Linked DNA regions of Mus musculus: regions 1, 2 and 4 are each linked to region 3. The links are chromatin contacts, called in public HiCAR-type and promoter capture Hi-C maps. All regions are on one chromosome and are shown on one strand. Each heading gives the region's core, a stretch centred on a gene start, on an enhancer-like site or on the middle of the called end of the contact. The rest is flanking DNA. Distances are from core to core; before and after follow the strand shown.

What was found. Promoter capture Hi-C pulls out the DNA fragments that hold promoters and counts their contacts. HiCAR-type assays count read pairs that join an accessible place to other places.
Region 1: a contact with region 3 is called in a promoter capture Hi-C map of liver, with 4 times the contacts expected there. The contact joins the promoter of Efcab12 here to the promoter of Zfp637 in region 3. A contact is called at or near these places in 5 of 39 promoter capture datasets (cranial neural crest, embryonic stem cells, hippocampal neurons and 1 more) and 1 of 115 datasets of contacts at active chromatin or transcription factors (embryonic stem cells).
Region 2: a contact with region 3 is called in a promoter capture Hi-C map of liver, with 2.4 times the contacts expected there. The contact joins the promoter of D830050J10Rik here to the promoter of Zfp637 in region 3. A contact is called at or near these places in 4 of 39 promoter capture datasets (hippocampal neurons, liver, pre-B cells and 1 more) and 1 of 115 datasets of contacts at active chromatin or transcription factors (large pre-B cells).
Region 4: a contact with region 3 is called in a HiCAR-type map of astrocytes, with 3 times the contacts expected there. The contact joins the promoter of Rpl32 here to the promoter of Zfp637 in region 3. A contact is called at or near these places in 5 of 39 promoter capture datasets (3T3-L1-derived adipocytes, hippocampal neurons, liver and 1 more) and 1 of 115 datasets of contacts at active chromatin or transcription factors (astrocytes).

The regions. Positions count from the first base shown.
Region 1 is chr6:115,835,322-115,839,750 of GRCm38.p6, reverse strand. Efcab12 (EF-hand calcium binding domain 12) reads left to right here and starts at 1,339. Exons shown (of 9, transcript NM_001110506.1): 1 at 1,339-1,967. The coding sequence starts at 1,619.
Region 2 is chr6:115,674,066-115,678,986 of GRCm38.p6, reverse strand. D830050J10Rik (RIKEN cDNA D830050J10 gene) reads right to left here and starts at 3,019. Exons shown (of 1, transcript NR_152134.1): 1 at 620-3,019. Raf1 (v-raf-leukemia viral oncogene 1) reads left to right here and starts at 2,352. Exons shown (of 17, transcript NM_029780.4): 1 at 2,352-2,751.
Region 3 is chr6:117,838,654-117,843,347 of GRCm38.p6, reverse strand. It overlaps Zfp637 (zinc finger protein 637), which reads right to left and starts at 2,167. Exons shown (of 3, transcript NM_177684.3): 1 at 2,080-2,167; 2 at 1-95. The coding sequence starts at 25.
Region 4 is chr6:115,806,945-115,811,544 of GRCm38.p6, reverse strand. It overlaps Rpl32 (ribosomal protein L32), which reads left to right and starts at 2,802. Exons shown (of 4, transcript NM_172086.2): 1 at 2,802-2,847; 2 at 3,643-3,743; 3 at 4,378-4,559. The coding sequence starts at 3,648. It overlaps Snora7a (small nucleolar RNA, H/ACA box 7A), which reads left to right and starts at 3,442; the gene lies at 3,442-3,570. Efcab12 (EF-hand calcium binding domain 12) reads left to right here. Exons shown (of 9, transcript NM_001110506.1): 9 at 312-816. The coding sequence ends at 567.

The DNA.
Region 1 (4,429 bases), core at 90-2,589, 2.0 Mb after region 3:
CCTTCCCTCGCATCTCAGTGAAACCATGGTGCCTTGTCATGGTTTTGTAAGTGTTCAGAGGCTGTGGCTCAGAAGGGCCAGTAGAAGCGAGTGCCTCGGGTTGTGGGGAGTCAGGAGGATGCTAAATCTAGTGAAGATGGTCCCCAGCACAGAGAACTTGTTCAAATGTTGATCTTTATTTTGTGACCTACAGTTTAAAATGTTAGAATCAGGTGGGTAGTTCAGCAGTTGAGTTTTCCTGGCATGCCCAAGGCTTAGAGCTCAGTGCCCAGCAGTACAAAACTTTTTCTTTTTTTCTTTTTTTTTTTTTTTTTTGGAGACAGGATTTTTCTATGTAGACCAGACTGGCCACCAATTCACAGAGCTCCTCCTGTGTACTACCATACCTGGCCAGACCACATTTTTGTAAGTGTTTAATTAAATGGTTTTGTTTTGTGTTTAACACATTTACAGCCACTAACACTAGCTAACTCAAAGACATTTCTGAGCCTGGCGTGGTGGCACATGCCTTTAATCCCAGCACTTGGGAGGCAGAGGCAGATGGATTTCTGAGTTCGAGTCCAGCCTGGTCTACAAAGTGAGTTCCAGGACAGCCAGGGCTATACAGAGAAACCCTGTCTCGAAGAAACAGGTGTAAGGCCTGAGCCTGAGTCTGGATTCTTCCGTTTACTAGACTCCTCCATGTAGTGTGGGTCATGTATCTTTCCATGCACACCCCATAGTTCACCTATTAGTGGAGATTTCAAAGGTTTATTATTAGGACTGGTTCTAACCTGTTTCTGGCTTTGATTAAAGATAGGCTCTCATTGAGTGGCTCTGGCTGGCCTGGGACTTATGTAACACAAGCTGGCCTCAAACTTAACGTCTATCTTCCCGCGCTGGGATACAAGTGGTTGCCACCAAAACTGTTGATTCCAGACCATAACACCCAGTCATAGCACCAAATACCTGTCTTTTATTTGACCTTGACTGACTAGGATTCTCAGAACCCAGGGTAGAGTTATGATACTTTTTTTAAATGAGAAAAGTGAAGCCTGAAGATAAGATCTGTGAAGGACCTGCAGCTTACAAGAAAATAGGACATTTTTTTTTTTCTTCAGAATAGGGGGCCATGGGAAGACTGGGACATATGTATGATTTCCCAAAGGAGGCACCAGCCAGAGCTAAGCAAATCGCCGAAGCTCCTGACTTCCGGGTTTGGGAGGTGGAAGGGAAGAAAGGTTCTCCCGCCTCCTTCTTGCAAGTGGAAGCGCTCAGCCAATCGGTGTAGGGCATCTATAGTCATGACAACAGAGGCTTACTCTCAGCAGGTTGAGCAGCCTTTTGCAAAACCTGAAGCTTATTTCCACCAAACGGCTAAACTGGGGGCGTACTTCATAACGCCATCTACAGGAATCCTCCGGCTCCGGGCGGCAGAGCTGTTGGAGAGCTCCAGGATAGGCTAGAAGCCTCATTGTGCCGTCTCCATTGTGGGATAGGGAGTTCCAGAAGGTCACAAACGGCCTGGATTCCTATGCCCGGACCGGACCTAGCTAGAGAACCCGGCTGAGTCACGTGACTTGGAATCAAAGCCAGGCTCTTGCGCCTGGGAACCTGCATTTTTCTCAGTTGGGCAACAATGCGTTCTATATTGAAAAAGAGACCTGGAGAGGAGACAGTCAGCTGTCTGCCCCCAAACAAGTGCTTGGCAAAGGTTTGCAATTTGAGAGGTGGAGGGTACAAACAAACAAGAAGAGTTGGATGCCAGAAGACCCATGCTCTCCGAAAACCTCCTCCCCACCCATCTAATGCTTCGCAGTGGGATGCTGGTCTCTCTAGCCACCTTTCCAAAGCACACAGTCAGAATGTGGCAGAAACCCTGGCCAAACATAGTGGGAAGCAAAAGAAATCATCCAGGTTATGGGAGGCCCAGAAAGCCGAGGAGAGAAAAAGTCGTGTGACTTTCGGCTTGACGATCACAGACGCTGGTAAGTGACAGTGCTCTTCATGGAGATGGAAAGTGTCTGCAGGACCTGGTTAGATGAGACTGGAACCAGGGGACACGTTTAATCTTAGTCGTGGACACCTAAGACCCTGTAAACTATAGAAGTGAGATGTTTTCAGAACAACTAAGATGGCATGGTTGTGCTGGGATGGGGGTGCTCAGCACGGAGGTGAGTGGGAGAAGCTGCCTGGTGTAGAGTGTTGACACTTAGAGGAGTGACCAGGACAACAGGATGAGCCCAGGATGACGGCCAGAAAGGAAGGCAGCAGCTGAGGTGTGAGTCAGGGAAGGAGAACAAGTGTGTTTTCTGAGGCGAAGTGAGGGCTCTAAGGCAGGTGCTCCTGGGAGACACACAAGGGTCAGTAAATGGGGTCTTATCCAGCATTCGAGGCCCACAGTGACGTTCTGGGAATGTACAAACAGAAGCAAAGTCAGCCAGTGACATCAGAAAGTGTACCTGTGCATGCAGGAGTGGAAATTCAGCGCTTTCTCTTCCAACTCCACCATCTCTTCTAATGACAGGATGGTAGCCTCAGCCTGTCACTGCTTGGTCATAGTCCTGAAGAGCACTAGAAAGAAGTGGTGTGAAAAGTGAGTGGGTGGTAAGCAGGCCACCTGTCTGCAAGAGGGTGGCTGGGATAACACCTGATAGGCTAATCACTGTTCTTTGCCGAGAAGAGAGACAAGGCTTCAAGGCAACTCTTATGAAAGAAAACATTTAATTGGGGGTCTTGCTTATAGTTCCAGAGGCTTAGTTCATTATCATCATGGCAGGGAGTATGGTAGCAGACAGGTATGGAAAAGTAGCTGAGATCCATACCCTGATACACAAGCTGAGAGAGAGAACACCTGATGGGGGCTTTTAAAACCTCAAAGCCACTAGGCACTGGTTGTTAGCCTTTAATCCCAGCACTCAAAAGACAGAAGCAAGAAGATCTCTGAGTTCAAGGCCAGCCTAGTCTACAGAGGTAGTTCTAGGACAGCTAGGGCCATACAAAGAAACCCTATCTCAAGAAAAACAAGACTCAACGCCCACCCCTTGTGACACATTTCCTACAACTAGCTCTCCCCTCCTCTTCCTCTTCCTCTTCCTCTTCCTCTCCCTCCCCCTCCTCCTCTTCTCCACCTTCTCATCTTTTCAAACAGTTCTATTTCCTGGTGACTAAAAGTATTCAAACAAATGAGCTTAAGGGAGCCATTCTTATTCAAATTATCACACCCTTACTATGAAACTCAGGATGGGTAAGGCTGGAAGAGAAACCTCAAGGAATACCATGCCCTTTAGAGCACACAGCAACTAGGTGAATGGAACCCAGGGGTCAGGGAAGGAGAAAGGAAATGTGACTGAGCAGAAGAAGCAATGTAGAAAAGAGGACAAGGTGGGTGTGACATCCTGGGAGAGAACAGGGGCCAAGAGCTTTAGGCCACAGCAGTAATGGGTTAACTCCTTGAGCACCAAAAAGCCAGCTGTCTTAGGGTTTTACTGCTGAGAACAAACACTATGGCCAAGGCATCTCTTATAAGGGCAACATTTAATTGGGGCTGGCTTACAGGTTCAGAGGTTCAGTCCATTATCATCAAGGCAGGAGGAGCTGAGAGTTCTACATCTTCATCTGAAGGCCACAAGGAGAAGACTGGCTCCCACATGATTAGGAGGAAGGTCTTAAAGCCCACACACACAAGTGACACACTTCCTCCAACAAGGCCACATCTCTTTTTTTTTTTTTTTAAAGATTTATTTATTATGTAAGTACACCGTAGCTGTCTTCAGACACTCCAGAAGAGGGTGACCCCTCTCCTCTTCTGGATCTCGTTATGGATGGTTGTGAGCCACCATGTGGTTGCTAGGATTTGAACTCAGGACCTTCGGAAGAGCAGTCAGTGCTCTTAACCACTGAGCCATCTCTCCAGCCCAAGGCCACATCTCTTAAGTAATGTCACTCCCTGGAAAAAATCTACTCAAACCACCATTCCACTCCCTGGCTGCCATAGGCTTGTTCAAATATATGAGTCTATGGAGGCCACACCTAAACATAGCATAGTGAAAAATGCATTTAGTTCAACTTCCAAAGTCTCCATAGTCTATAGGAGTCTCAACAATGTTAAAAGTCCAAAGTTCAAAGTCACTTCTAAGATTCATCCAGTCCTTAACTGTAATCCTCAAAGTGAGACTGGAAACCAATTAGGCAAACTCCAAACTCTGCATCTCTATGTCTGATGTCAAAGCAGTTTTCAGATCTCCAACTCCTTTTTCATCTTTGTTGACTGCAACAAATTTCTTTCTCCTGGGCAGCTTTCCTAACAGGTATCCCAGAGCTCTGGCATCTTTAACATTTTGGGGTTTCCAAGTCAACTTCAGCTTCACAGCTCCTATTCCAATGTCTGGGATCCACATGATCTTCCAGGCTCCTCCAAAGGGCACACCACATCTCCAGCTCTGCCCTC
Region 2 (4,921 bases), core at 1,770-4,269, 2.2 Mb after region 3:
GTCAGGACTACAGAGTGAGAGCTTGTCTCAAAAATCAAGTCCAAACCAAACCAAAAAAGGAACACGAGCAAGGCAAGTACATATAACACTCACTCTAGTCCCACCACTCACTGTAATGGCGAATACTGACTGCCAATTTCACAAGCTTCAGGGGCTCTCTACCTGTGGGTCTCAATCCCCTTTTCTTTCACATGGGCAATCTAAGATCATTAAAAAAACACAGATATTTACACAACCATTCATAACAGTAGCCAAATTACAGTTATGAGATAGCCACAAAACTAATTTTATGATCGGGGTCACCACAACATGAACTGTTTTAAATGGTCACAGCCTTTGGAAGGTTGAGAACCACTGCTGCAGCATCGCCTAGGAGACACACTTCTGGGTGTGTCTTTGAGGGAGCGTCTAGATTGGGTTGTTATCAGAAGACCCATTCTAAAAGTGACACTAATCCATAGGCAGAGGGTCTCAGACAGGAAAAGGGAACACAAAGGAGCAGTGAGCTAAGACCTGAGTCTCTGTCCTGACCATGGGGAGACACAACCATCAGCCTCCATCTCCTGCCATCATGGCTTTCCCACCATGATGGACTGCGTCCTTCAACTGTCAGCCAAAATAAGAAGCCCTTCCTTTCTTTTATTATTATGATTTAATCTATTTATGTGTATCTGTGTACTATGTGTCTGGTACACAGAGATCAGGAAAGGGCATTTGATCCTCTGCACCTGGAGTTATGAGTGGTTGTGACTACCATGTGGGTGTTGAGAATTGAACCTAAGTCCTCTGCAAGAGCAGCTGGTGCCCTAACCACTACCCAGTGGTTAGCCATTCCCCTTTGGGCCTACCTCCCCCCCCCTTTTTTTTAACCCTGCATTTGTCCATTATCTTGTCACAGAAACCAGAAAAGTAACCAATACAAAAGCCAAAAGATGGAAAGAACCTAAATTTCCATGGTTATCCTAGACAGAAAATCTGGTGTAAACTTCTGATGAAATAGTTTAGCTCTAAAGAGGAGTGAAGTATTAGCACACATGTGTTACAGATGAACTCGGAAACAGGCTAAGTGAAAAGACTTAAATCATAAAGGGCCCCATACTTTATAAGTATCCACGCACACAAGATAATCTAGAAGTCAGGTCTGTAGTAGCAAAATGAGTATTGGTGGTTGCTCTGGGTGGGAGCTAGTGAGAAACTAAACTGCTTAGTGGGTAATTTTATTTCAGAGTAATGGAAATGTTTTGGAACCAAAGTTGTGGTTACACAATACTGTGAACGCACTAAATGCCAAAAGATGTTTACTTATAAATGGTTACTTAAAAAAAACAAAAAAAAACTTGTCTGTGTATTTGTAAATGCGGTTGCAGGTTGCGCACGTAGCACCGGGTTCGAATGGAGGTCAGAGGATAACTTTCAGGAGCCTGTTCTCTCTTCCATCAGGTTTTACTCTGCACACTTTTTACTCTCTGAGTCACCTTGCGGGTCCCCAAATGGCTACTTGGAAAATACTTACACAGAGGTAGGAGAACCAGAGTCTGAGGCCAGCCTCAAATTAAGAGGGAATCTGGCACATGCTTTTAATCCCAGCACTCAAGAGGCAGAGGCAGAGCGATCTCTTTGAGCTCGAGGCCAGCCTGGTTTACAAAGTGAGTTCCAGGACAGACAGGGCTGTTAGACAAAGAAACCCTGTCTCGAAAAACCACAATAAATAAATAAAATTGAGAACCTATTTCAAAGAGGGGAAAAAAAAAAAAAAGCACAATTGACAATACACATTGCCCTCCAGGTGTCTATTCCACGGGGGCTGTACGAAGACGCACAACAGGCTTCAGTTTACGGTGGGCCATATTGTCGCATCAATTTTAATTTTTTTTTCTTTTTTGAGACAGGGTCTCATGCAGCTCATATGACCGTGAACTCCCGACCCTCTTGCCCTCACTTTCCAAGCGCTGGCATTACAGGTGTGCAACACCATACTTTTAGTTTTTGGTCAACTTGGTGTACTACAGCGAACACTCCATCTACAAATGAGGAACCTGAGGTTTCACATAGCATGAGGGCTTTCCCACAAAACCCCTAGGCCGCCATTCTCCACGGATGTCAACTTCGGAGAGGAAGCACCAGAGCTGGAGCCCTGTGCCGTGTGTCACCAGGCGCGTCTGGCCCGCTGAGGGCCTCGCGGGTGGCCGGACCGCGGCTGCAGCCCAATACCACTGGCCTCCAACCAGAAACAGTCACTCTGCTACCACGGAGTCAACCCCGAAATGGCGGCCGCAGGACCGCGAGGCCACGCCCCCGGAGGCGGGGCCACATTCCAGGCTCGAGCGATAGATCCCCGAGCCGAGTTTTAAGCGGACTGCCGAGCCCAGGAGCTCGCGCAGAGGCAGTGAGCCCGGCGGCGCCGCAGGTCGTGGAGACGAGTGTCGAGCGCAGGGCTAGCTCGCCCGGGATAGCCTGAGAGCGTCTTCTTCGCGGGTGCTGGTGCCGCCATCTTGGATGGCGGGAGTTAGAGCCGAGCGGACTTGAGGCGGGAAGGCTTCTCTGTTGTTCTCCGCAGGCCCTCGGACGGGCCAGCTGGCCGAGCTTTGGGGCGCGTGCCCTGAGGCGCGGGGCGCTAGTGCAGCGATGCGGGGCCTCCCCGGGGCCCCGTCCCCCGGGCTGGGGACACGCCGAATGTGACCGCAACCAACGCGTTCTCTCAACCACCGCTGCCGCTGCACGACGGGACCCGGCACTGCCCGGCTCCCTCAGGTAGGCCACAGGGCTGACGGTGCGACCGTGGGGCGCAGGGTCGGCCAGGCCGCTGTCATCCTGGTGGCGGGCCGGGCGCGGGCCGGGTGTCATGGCCGGCGAGCCAGTTTCCACACCCCTGCTCAGATTTCCCAGTGTTTCTCGGAAACGTGCCAGCGCCACTCCGGTGCCCAGCGAGCATTCCTCATATTTTGGCAATGGGGGAAAAAAAATCCTCCCAGAGCTGCCCAGTGACTGTGTTGTCACTGGGATGGGCTCGTTCTTTTTTCTCTCGGGCTGCAGAAGTGGGGGGAGCCCGGCCTTGCACCTCCTCTCGGGCTGCTTCGCTTAAGTGACACCCTTTTAGGGAAGACAAGAGGAATCGGGGAAGGCAGCGAGAGAAACCGGTCAGGGTCCCGCCTCAAAGGCTTGCGACCTCGCCTGGGGCTTCCAAATGGGTGGCCCGGGATGCTCGCGATCGGGAGCCAGGCTGCCTTTTGTGTGAAGCGACAACCTCCCAGGCTTTTGCAGAGCCGGTGCATGGATGCAGAGTTGGGACACAAACGAGGTGACCGTGTTCATTCATTGTTCTCTCTCCAGGGCCCAGGGTGTGCCTCTGGTTTTCATTCTTTGTTAGGAGGGACAGTCGAATCTCTTCTTTCCCGGTTGAGACGTAACTGGGTCCTGGGGAATGGGCCAGGTCTGTGTATAGAAGTGGGGAATGAATTCAGGGCACGTCTGAATGCCTGCAATGCGTCCTGTGGGGTCGTTGGAGACTCAGCTCCTGGGGCGTGAAAACAACCGGAGGTGATAAGGCTTGTTTTCCCAAGTGTTCTTGGGATTTAGAACAGTTAGGTGCAGAGTCGAGAAGCCCTGAGGTTCCTTGCTTGCTTCTGCGCGGAGTTTGAAGGACTGTTCCGCCAGGTGAGGCAGAGGGGAGGACATTGTCGGCGGAGGGAACAGCTGGCACCAAGGCTCAGAGGCATAGCCTGCGGGAGTTGGGATGATTTGGGGGAGCAGCTAGTAAATGTGGGGTGCAGGAAGACAGACGTCAGGGTTCAAAAGGAAAAATTGATCGCTTGTGAAGGGTCTGTGTGATGGATAGTAATGAACTAGTTCATTTATTAATTAACTTCATGTTGTGAATGTTTAGTTCTTGCTGGTTACTGCTTTGCTCCCCTCCCGCTATGGTAGTGAACAAAATTTACCTTGTTAAGTCTTGCTAACCAGTTTTGGTAATTGATAGAAAATGTTTTGTGCTTGCTTGATCACTGGTTCCTATTTGGAGATACTCTTGCAGCTATTTCTAAGGTTAACACATTCCCCAAACAGACAGAAATTGGCAGATTATAGAAAGCACCTGAAGAAGTGTAGCATGAAAGTATTTTTAATTAACCCTATTTATGTAGTAGACTCTTTTCTTTGGACAGAGTCCCCAGGTTGCAGCTTTGTTAAGACGTCTGCAGCCCTGTGAACATTCTTCTTCTAAAATAGCTCCTTCGATTAAGGCTTATGCTGAAGTGGCTATTTGGAAGTGAAGACATCAGGAGCAGTGTCCAAATCTTTGGTGCTGTGAACCACTGAAAACCACTGAGGTTCTTTTGGTTTGGTTTTACTCTTATCACTTCAAGGGCTAAGTAAGCTGTTTAAAATCCAGCAGCAACATTTGACCTAGCCGAGACTGGAGACTTGGAAAAATAAACCTGCTGATGTTTCTGTTCTGAAGGCTTATCTTCAGGTCTGCAAGGCTGTGATTGTGCCCTCAAGTGCGATCAGGCAGCTTGGTGAAGGTCTTGTCCATAGTTGAAAAGACCTTGTGTGCCTGTGAAGTAGAGGGCTTGACTGAAGGGCATTTGAATGCATTTTAAGGGATTTGGCCCAGTAGTAAAAAGACTGAGAACCTTTTACTTATTTATGACAAAAAGTATCCAAAGATTAACAATGACCTGCATCACAACTGCTCGGAACCCAGCTGCTTTTGGCTTCAAGTCAATTATGCTCTGATGATTAAGCTACATGACAGTTTTGGAAGTTAATTTGATATTTGCAGAAGGACTAAATATTTTTAATGGAAATACAATGACTAACTTCAAATTGCTCTTTTAGGAAGTCTATTAATGAATGTTTGATTATTTAATGTTAAAATTCAGACAGAAGGTTGTTACTCACCTGCTACCTAAAAACATGAAAG
Region 3 (4,694 bases), core at 918-3,417:
GGGTAGCTGTTGGGAACCCAAACATGTCCACTCCTGCTCGCTGACTTTGATCACCGCCTCTTCATATGATTCTTCCATGGGCTGGTCTGGAGAACCTGAGGGACAGAAAAAATAAATAAACCAAACCAAAAAAAAAAAAAAAAAAAACAAACAATAAAGGGCAGACCTGAGAGTTGAGATCAGTTTGGAGTGTAAACACAGGAAATCCAGACTTTCTGAGGTAATGTCACTGCAAAGTGGGCTAAAGATAGCAGGACTGGAGGGCTGGAGAGATGGCTCAATGGTTAAGAGCACTGGCTGCTCTTCCAGATGTCCTGAGTTCCATTCCCAGCAACCACATGGTGGCTCACAACCATCTGTAATGGGATCTGATGCCCTCTTCTGGTGTATCTGAAGACAGCTACAGTGTACTTACATATAATCATAAATAAATGTTTGGGCAGGGTGGGCTGGGGTGGGGGTGGGGAAGATAGCAGGACTGACCAAACAGAAATGAATCTAGGAGCAAGGAGGCAGAGGGAAACAGATAGCAGAGAAGTAGGAGTGCCTACTGTACTGTTAGTCCCCAGGTAAGGGCCGCTCTGCTTGCATTTGGTCTTGATAAAAAATTGGGGTTCTCTACTTTCCAGGCAAGAAGTCAGCACACCAGCCTTCCTGACTGGTGTTAGGAAGAAATAGCTCCAGCTTTCCTTTTCAGCTCCCCTCAAGTTACAAGGACCTAACAAAGAAGGTCTTGTTACCTTCTGGTAATTCTTAGTAGGCTCTTAACCCAAACCACCACTCCCTCCCCCCACCCCCCATGGAATGCTTATTTAAGGATCAAATTCCTGAATCTGTACACTTTGTTTACATAGTGGTACAGTATAATCTTTGTTTCAGTATGTCTGGTCAAAATGCTGGATTCCTAGCTTAATGAATTAGCAATCTGATGGTACGATTTTCTATTTTATTAACCAAATAGCTAACCCTTCTATCCATTCAGTTATATAGCCTGATGTCAAGAAATCTTTGAAGGATTCACTTCCAACTTGGAACACAAGCTATAAAGGGGTCCCCTGTCATGCTGCAAATGCATTCACTTAGAGATATTATTGATTAAAAATAAAGCCAACAAAACTCCCCTGTGATTCACAAAGAAAAGCACATGGTAGCTACTCCCTGGGGCTGGACTTTTTTGTCTCTGGAGTGTCTAGAGAACATGGTTAAGTCAAAATGAGTGAACACGGTAGATACCTGAACTCCTCTACCTGCTAAGAAGTAGCCAACATGCCTCAGCTGTGTCTCCAGACTCCCTGATTAATAGCAGGACAACTGACAACAGGAAATTGTCAAGGAAGAACCTGTTCAAGTCAGAGCAATCAAATTCTTGAAGATATTGAAAGAGAGTGATTTCGTAACACAAAACGCTGCTTTTCCTATCAGAAATGTTACCACAGCTCAGAATTAGGCCCCGAGAGACTTGAATTTTTTGCCTTGTTTCCCTCGGTGTATGCCCTGTAGCAGAACAACCTAACAGCCCCGACTCCAGTTTCTTCTCTTAGTAAACAAGTTAACACTATCTCAATTAGCTAGCTCTCGGAAGAACTGAGGACCAGAAAGTGAGGGATCTCTTACATTTGAGACACGCCCTACAAATCCAAGACCTAAAATGGTGCTTTTTCAGGAGAGAGGGCTGGAGGACAGACAGGGTGATCTGTAGGGTTTGGGAAAAATCTAATGAGGCAATTTAACGTGCGATTAGGAGCTTTGGGTGAGGATGAATTCCCCCCACGCTGGACGCCACTCCCTGCTAGGCTCTCTCCCTAGGCGTGAACTCTGCTCTCCTGGCCTAGCTGGACCTTCCTGTGGCCCCTCCCACGCTCGCGGGGCCCCAGCCTCCCAGGGACCCCGACATTGCAGCAGGACCCTTCCGCAGCACACCGCGGCCCACCCGCTCTCCGACCAGCGCACCCTTGTCTGCGGTTGGCGATTTTGGCCCGGACGGCCAGCCTGGCCTGCTCACGCGCCCTGGCCGGAGCAGCAGGCTCAAGACACAGCCCCCTCTCTCGGGCGCACAGCCCCGGCCTCAGCAACACTCACCGCAGCGGCGCGCGCCCGCAGACAGACAAAGCCGGCGCCGAGCCCGTAGCAGCCGCTGCAACGCTGCGCGTCGCCGGACCACAACTCCCAGGAGCCCGCGCGCGCCCCGAGGCACTGTGGGAAGCGCCGCGACCGAGCTGCGGCAGAAACGCGGTGGCTGCTTCTGGTTGTTGGGGAGCGCCGTCCTGTGGAGGAGCGGTGGTTGAAGCTTGGGAATGCTTATGACGTTAAAACTGCAGAAGACTCAGGGTTCCCTATAGGAGCCGGGACCAAGTATTTCGGACAAAGAATCAGGAATACTCTCTGGTCCGTGTAATAAGTTTTTTTTCACCCAAAAGATGGACGAGGCACTGCAGGACTTCGGAGTTTAGGTACTACCCCGACTAGTTGTACGACCCAGGGCGCTCACTTGTGGGGAGCCCAGGTCCGACGGCTCCAGGACCCCATAGGGCACCTACGCGGGGCCCGGGAGACTTTCTGAGCCAAGGGAACTCGAGGGAACAGTATTCCCTGAGTGGACACTAACATTGTCTTCCTAACTGAAGAAGTTAATGACACAAGGGTTGAGATTTGAACACTCTAAAATTAGTTATTAGAGATGGGAGAGTAGCCCTTTTGGTCCTGAGAGGGGCGTGGATGAAATTGAGCATCCATTCAATAAAATCTCTTTTAAGATGCCTTAAACGTCCATCGACTGCATTTATTTATATGCATTTCTAATAGCCTTTTTTTTTTTTTTTTTTTTTTTTTGGTTTTTCGAGACAGGGTTTCTCTATATAGCCCTGGCCATCCTGGAACTCACTCTGTAGACCAGGCTGGCCTCGAACTCAGAAATCCGCCTGCCTCTGCCTCCCAAGTGCTGGGATTAAAGGCGTGCACCACCACTGCCTGCCTCTAATAGCTTTTCTAAAGGACATTAGTCTCACCCTGGAGCCCTGACTTGACTTCTTTCGTAGTGAGCCTCCCCCAGAGTCTTCCCTTGGTAGATTTAGCTATCCTATTGAATGAAAGAGACCATAAGAAATGTTCCTCTTGCAGTGCCCTTGTTCCTTTCCCAGAATTACATGTGTCAGACTGGATGAAATATTTGACTTCACAGGACATCTCTGTTCTGTGAGACCAGATGTGGGATTAGGACAAGTTTTAGTTGACAAAGCATCGGTAGGAAAAGGGGGCCATCAGGGGAGACAAGAACTCATGTTTCCTTCATAAATCTGCAAAGATTCTCTTAACAGCCTTGAGGACTTGGGTACACGTATTTTTTGGGAAAAAAAGATCCCATTTTGTTTAGTGTGTGGATGTGAGGGGTGTCTTGCTGTGCCTGTGGAGGTCAGAGAATCATTAGTATGAGTGGGCTCACCCTTTCCTACAGGGAATCGAACTCAGGTCATCAGACTTGGCAGCAGGCACTATTACCTACACACCATCTTACTGGCCCAGATCCATTTGATAGAGTGGTTACGATTGGGGTTGAAAGATCAGAGTCCCTAGACACATGGTTCTTGCCAAGATCTTAAATGGGGCATAGTCCTCAGCCACCACCTGCATCTTAACACTTGCATCAGGAAGGGGGGAGGGTGCCGAGTGAGGGCTAGGGGTGAGTTCTGCCAGTGCGTATTTAAATGCTTGTTACAGACATCTCCATCCCTGGTACCTTACATCACTAGGGGAAGGAATGATAATTCAGACAGTGACATTAGTTATGACAGTCTCACTACTTGGATAAAGAAACTGCTCAAATGACCTCCTATGCGGAGACCCTCTACGTGGATCAAATGTGTGATAAAGCACAGATCCACAAAAGACCCAGAAGAAAAACTGAATTAATGTGATCATGATCTCAGTGTAGGAAAGGACGTTTGCAACCACGATAAAATGGACAAAAATAAGAAAAAGGTTAGCCGGGTGTGGTGGCGCACGCCTTTATTCCCAGCACTTGGGAGGCAGAGGCAGGCAGATTTCTGAGTTCGAGGCCGGCCTGGTCTACAAAGTGAGTTCCAGGACAGCCAGGGCTATACAGAGAAACCCTGTCTCGAAAAACCAAAAACCAACCAACCAACCAACCAAACAAACAAACCACCCTCTCCCCCCCAAAAAAAAACCAAAAAAAACCAAAAAAGAAAAAGGTTAAAATTTAACACTGTGGCCAATACCACTAAAGGAAGACAACACATGACAGAGTTAAGGGGGAAACCCTAGTGACAGACATCATGTAAGTCAACAAGGCAAAGAAACAATATTCTGATAGAAATATGGCCAACAGGGTCTGGAGAGATGGCTCAGTGGTTAAGAGCACTGACTGCTCTTCCGAAGGTCCTGAGTTCAAATCCCAGAAACCACATGGTGGCTCACAACCAACCATCTATAATGAGATCTGACGCCCTCTTGTGGGGTGTCTGAAGACAGATACAGTGTATTTACATATAATAATAAATCTTTAAAAAAAAAAGAAATATGGCTAACAGCAGCAGCACACACCAAAAGTAAACAAATAAGACAACTATGTATTAAAGAAAGAGCTGACTGAAACACAGAAAAAAATTCTCCCAATTACTAAATAGTGTCTGTAAAAGGAGACTTACCTTTTTATCCATGTGTAAATTGAGACAATCACT
Region 4 (4,600 bases), core at 1,553-4,052, 2.0 Mb after region 3:
CACCACAACATCAACTGTCTTAAAGAGTCAAAGGGTTGCAGCGTTAGGAAGGTGGAGAGCCAGGACTCCAGAGCTAGGATGGCACACGTCTTAAGTTTGGGTTTAAGAAGCAGTGCCTAGGCACTTAGCCACTCATTCACTGTATGATCTCGATTTCTGGCTCTCCAGGTCCTCACTAGTGAGGAGACTGGAGGAGTTGAGTGCTTTTCACACTGGACAGAGTGGTCACGGCTTATGTTCTCTGCTGAGAAGGAGCCCTGGGCCTGGTCCCTCTGCCACAGCAACCTTCCCTATGCCTTTTCCTTTTCCAGGAAGCTGAAGTTGCAGAGGTTAAGCCCCTCAGACACCCATCCCAATCACTTCTGGCCCGGTCACCTTCTGGACAAGCTGAGGCTCTACCTGCCTACTGTGGCCAAGGACCAGAGCCTGGCGATCTTCAGCTGTGTGGAACACAAGCCCCCTGCTTACCCTGCCATTTACCACTCTAAGAACTACTGGCCCATGAAAGACTTTTCTTATATGACCCATGCCTATTATGATGCAAACAAGGTGTACTCCATCAACTAGAGTGGATTGCAGGATGCTGGACCAGAAGACAGTGCAGCCAGAAGCCCCCAGCTGCAGTCATGAGATATCAACGAGCTATACGGAAAAAAAAAAACAAAACATTCCCAGGGAAGGTCCGGGGATGTGTCCCCTGATGCCACAGTGGGGTGTGGATGTGTCCACACACACATGCTGCTTTCCTATCTGTCATGACCTCTGCCGTTTTGAAATAAACTAGGTTAGAGCTGAACTAACCTTCACTAAACTAGCCTTGCTCGTGTGATTTCCTGCTTACGGGCTGGAAAACTTGAAGTGTGAGTATGTAAGAGACAGATTCCCCAGGACACCTCCCACCTCTCATCCTGGGATATTAATGCCTACAGGGACACAACAGACAGCAAGAGAGTCCTCTGTTAAATGAAGTAGCATGTCCTCAGCTGGGGAGGACTGAGGCCCCCAACCCCTGTGAATCTTCAGAAATCAGAGCCATACTCTCTAGTTCATGGGCCTTCTGTATAATTCACTCACTCACCTTTCTCTTTATGTAATGTACTCTGTAAGGTGCCATTAGCCACACACTTCCATGTTCCATTGGCCTTTACATAGCCTGTAGGCCAAGCAGCATTTGGGAAGGGAGGGCAAGACACAGACACAGGAGAGCAACAGTCCTGCCCTGCTGTTTGTGACCCAGCCACTCCAGACAAGACACTCTACTTACCTGGGTCTCTACTCCCCTTTACAGCAAGCACAAGGGTTGGGGCAGCATACCCAATTCAGCATTTGTCCCCACCTCCTGGAGCCACTGTCAAGATCACCAGTGGCATCTCTTCTGTCTGAGTTTGTACAAAGTTTGAAAATTTTTTAATTTAGTCTGCTGGGCAGTGGTGACACCTTACATCTCAGCACTTGGGAGGCAGAGACAGGAAGATCTCCAGCCAGCCTGGTCTACAGAGTGAATTCGACCACAGTCAGGCTTACACAGAGAAACCCTGTCTTAAAACAAAACAAAACAAAACAAAGGGTGGGACTGGGGTGGGGCCTGGAGAGATGGCTCAGCAGTTAAGAACACTGATTGCTCTTCCAGAGGTCCTGGGTTCAATTCCTAACCACATGGTGACTCACAACCATCTGTAATGGGATCTGATGCCCTCTTCTGGTGTGTCTGAAGACAGCTACAGTGTGCTCATATACATAAATCTTTAAAAAATGAGATTTATTCTATGTGATTGAGTGTTTTGCCTGCATGTATGAGTATGTACCACATGCATGTAGCGCCTACAGAAAAGGGCATCTGATCCCCTAGGGCTGGTGTTAACAAGGTTGTGAAGCAACGCTTGGTTCCTGGGAACTAAATGCCAGTCCTCTGAAAGAGCAACAGTGCTCCACCAAGCCACCTCCCCAGCTCAGGTTTGGTTTTATTTCCTCCTAAGATTATAGAGTTTTCACAATGATCTGTAAAACAAAAGATAAGCAAAATAGACTAAACTCGACCTACCTCTGCTTCCCAAGTGCTGTTATTAAAAAATGTGCACCACCACACCCAGCCAATAGACTATTTTCTTAGCAATATTATCAACCTATCACTTTTTTTTTTCCGAAACAGGGTTTCTCTGTGTAGCTCTGGCTGTCCTGGAACCCTCTCTGTAGCTCAGGCTGGCCTCGAACTCAGAAACCCGCCTGCCTCTGCCTCCCAAGTGCGGGGATTAAAGGCATGAGCCACCACCGCCCGGCTAACCCATCACTTATTAATACATTAGGTACATACCATAAGTAGAGAAGATTTAAACATACAGAAGTCGCGAGGAGGCTCAGTAGCACTTCATAAGCAGGGGTTTGCACATCTGTATATTAGGAAGTTTTAGGACATTTGCTCAACCAACCGCCTAAGGATCTTCGAAGAGTCTCTGTTTTGCTACCTCCCAGCCTCAAGGAGGCACCCTCGGGAACCAACAATTTAAAAAGCTATTGGGCTTCCACTTAGGGCGGAAATAAATGCCCACCTAGCAGGTCTTAGCTCAAAAAAAAACAAAAAACCCAAATTTCTTAAGTAGTCCCAAGAGAAAAATAAATTTTAGTTCACTCTAAGATGTTAATGTCTACTACAGAACACTAGTCCACTAGGGTTTTTTTCAGTATCATTTCTCAGGCACATCTTAGTTTTCTTTAGAGGACCCAGAGCCGGAAGTGCTTCCCTTTTCTCTGCCAGGACCTAAGACTCCGTCCCATCATACCTTGCGCGCCGCCGCCGCCTCTTCCTTCTTCCTCGGCGCTGCCTACGAGGTGGCTGCCATCTGTTTTACGGTGAGTCTGTATCGGCGGCCATCCGCCGCCCGCGGCTTCGACGGGACCCCGTCTCCGGGTGGGGAGGCCTCGGCGGCGGCCTCCGCACCAGCGTGGTAGTGGCGAGCGCGCGCGGGCCTGGCCACTGGCGCTGCTCCGGAGTCTGCCCGGGGGCCGGCATCGGCCAGGGCGGGCTTGCTGCCATGCGGCCCGAGAGTTTCGGACGGCACCCGCCGCTTTCTGCTTAGCTTGTTAGCAGCCTTTTTCTGCGGCGAATCCGAAATCTTAAGTCAGGGAGCTGCCGCCGCTCGCCAGTGAGCAGAAATGCTTTCTGAAGCGCAAGCCCGGCGGAGCAGGTTGTCTGCGCGGGGAGCAGAGAAGGCACCCTTTGGTTGGTGCTCTGAGACGACCGGGAGGGACAGACGGACTGGTGGCGTGTTAGGAGTGCATGGTGGCTTTGCGTATTTAAGGGCGCAACACTTCAAACATAACGAAGCTTAGTGGAGCGGGATTTGCCGCTCCTTCGCCACCAGAGAGACCTGGCTGGGGTTCTGTAAGATCGGTTGCGGTTCTTTGAGGTTCGGAGTGGGTGAGATGAACCACTGACCTCTTGGGATCGCGTCTGGAGAGTAGCTAGTATTCTTCCAGCTTCGGAAGCAAGAGGGAGAGCAAGCCTAGCAGAGGTACCCATTCCATTCCCAGTTTGCTCGGTAGCTGGTGATTGGAAGACACTCTGCAACATTACTCACTGAAGGCCTGAGACGCAGCCCCACCTCCCAGTTTCTTTACTAACTTGGGTCTGACTTTTGTCAAAAGGCATCATGGCTGCCCTCCGGCCTCTGGTGAAGCCCAAGATCGTCAAAAAGAGGACCAAGAAGTTCATCAGGCACCAGTCAGACCGATATGTGAAAATTAAGGTATGTGGTTCTGGGGTGGGGGTTAAGACCTGAGCACACATTTCTCGTTATCGCTTGTCTCTGCATTTTAAAAAGTTCATTTTAAAGATGACACTTTGTTTTATATTTATGCGTTTGAAGGGCAGGGAGAATCACTTTAAGGAGTTGATTCTCTCCTTCCTGTCTTGTGGGTCCAGGTCAGATTTAGTTTGTCTGACAGCAGGCACTTTTAAGTCATCTCTGCACCCTGACCCTGTATTTTAAAGATCTTTGGGGTTTTGTCTGCACACCAGGCACATGCATGCATGGAATTGAACCTCTGGAAGAGCAGCCAGTGCTCTCAACTGCTAAGACCTCTCTCTGGGCCTGCAGATCACCTGTTGGCTGGATGGGCATGCACACCCAGCAGTTCAGCAGTTAACTGATCCCTCCTCCCTACTTAATTGCAATGGAAGATGATGTTGAAATTCCAGTGCAAGTGCTAGGGATGGAGCCCAGGGCCCTGTGCATGCCAGGCAGACACTGCTAACTGAGCTACACCTCGGCCTTTGGTGTGTGTTTTATGACATGACCCCCTTGAATTCTGTCCCCTTCCTGCACACACATACAAGAGCTGCCAGTTTGCACAGAGACTAACTTGCCTGTGTGTCTTCAGCGAAACTGGCGGAAACCCAGAGGCATTGACAACAGGGTGCGGAGAAGGTTCAAGGGCCAGATCCTGATGCCCAACATCGGTTATGGGAGCAACAAGAAAACCAAGCACATGCTGCCCAGCGGCTTCCGCAAGTTCCTGGTCCACAATGTCAAGGAGCTGGAGGTGCTGCTGATGTGCAACAAGTGAGTTGGGCCCCTGGCTGGGAGTGTGCCTGCCTCCTGTG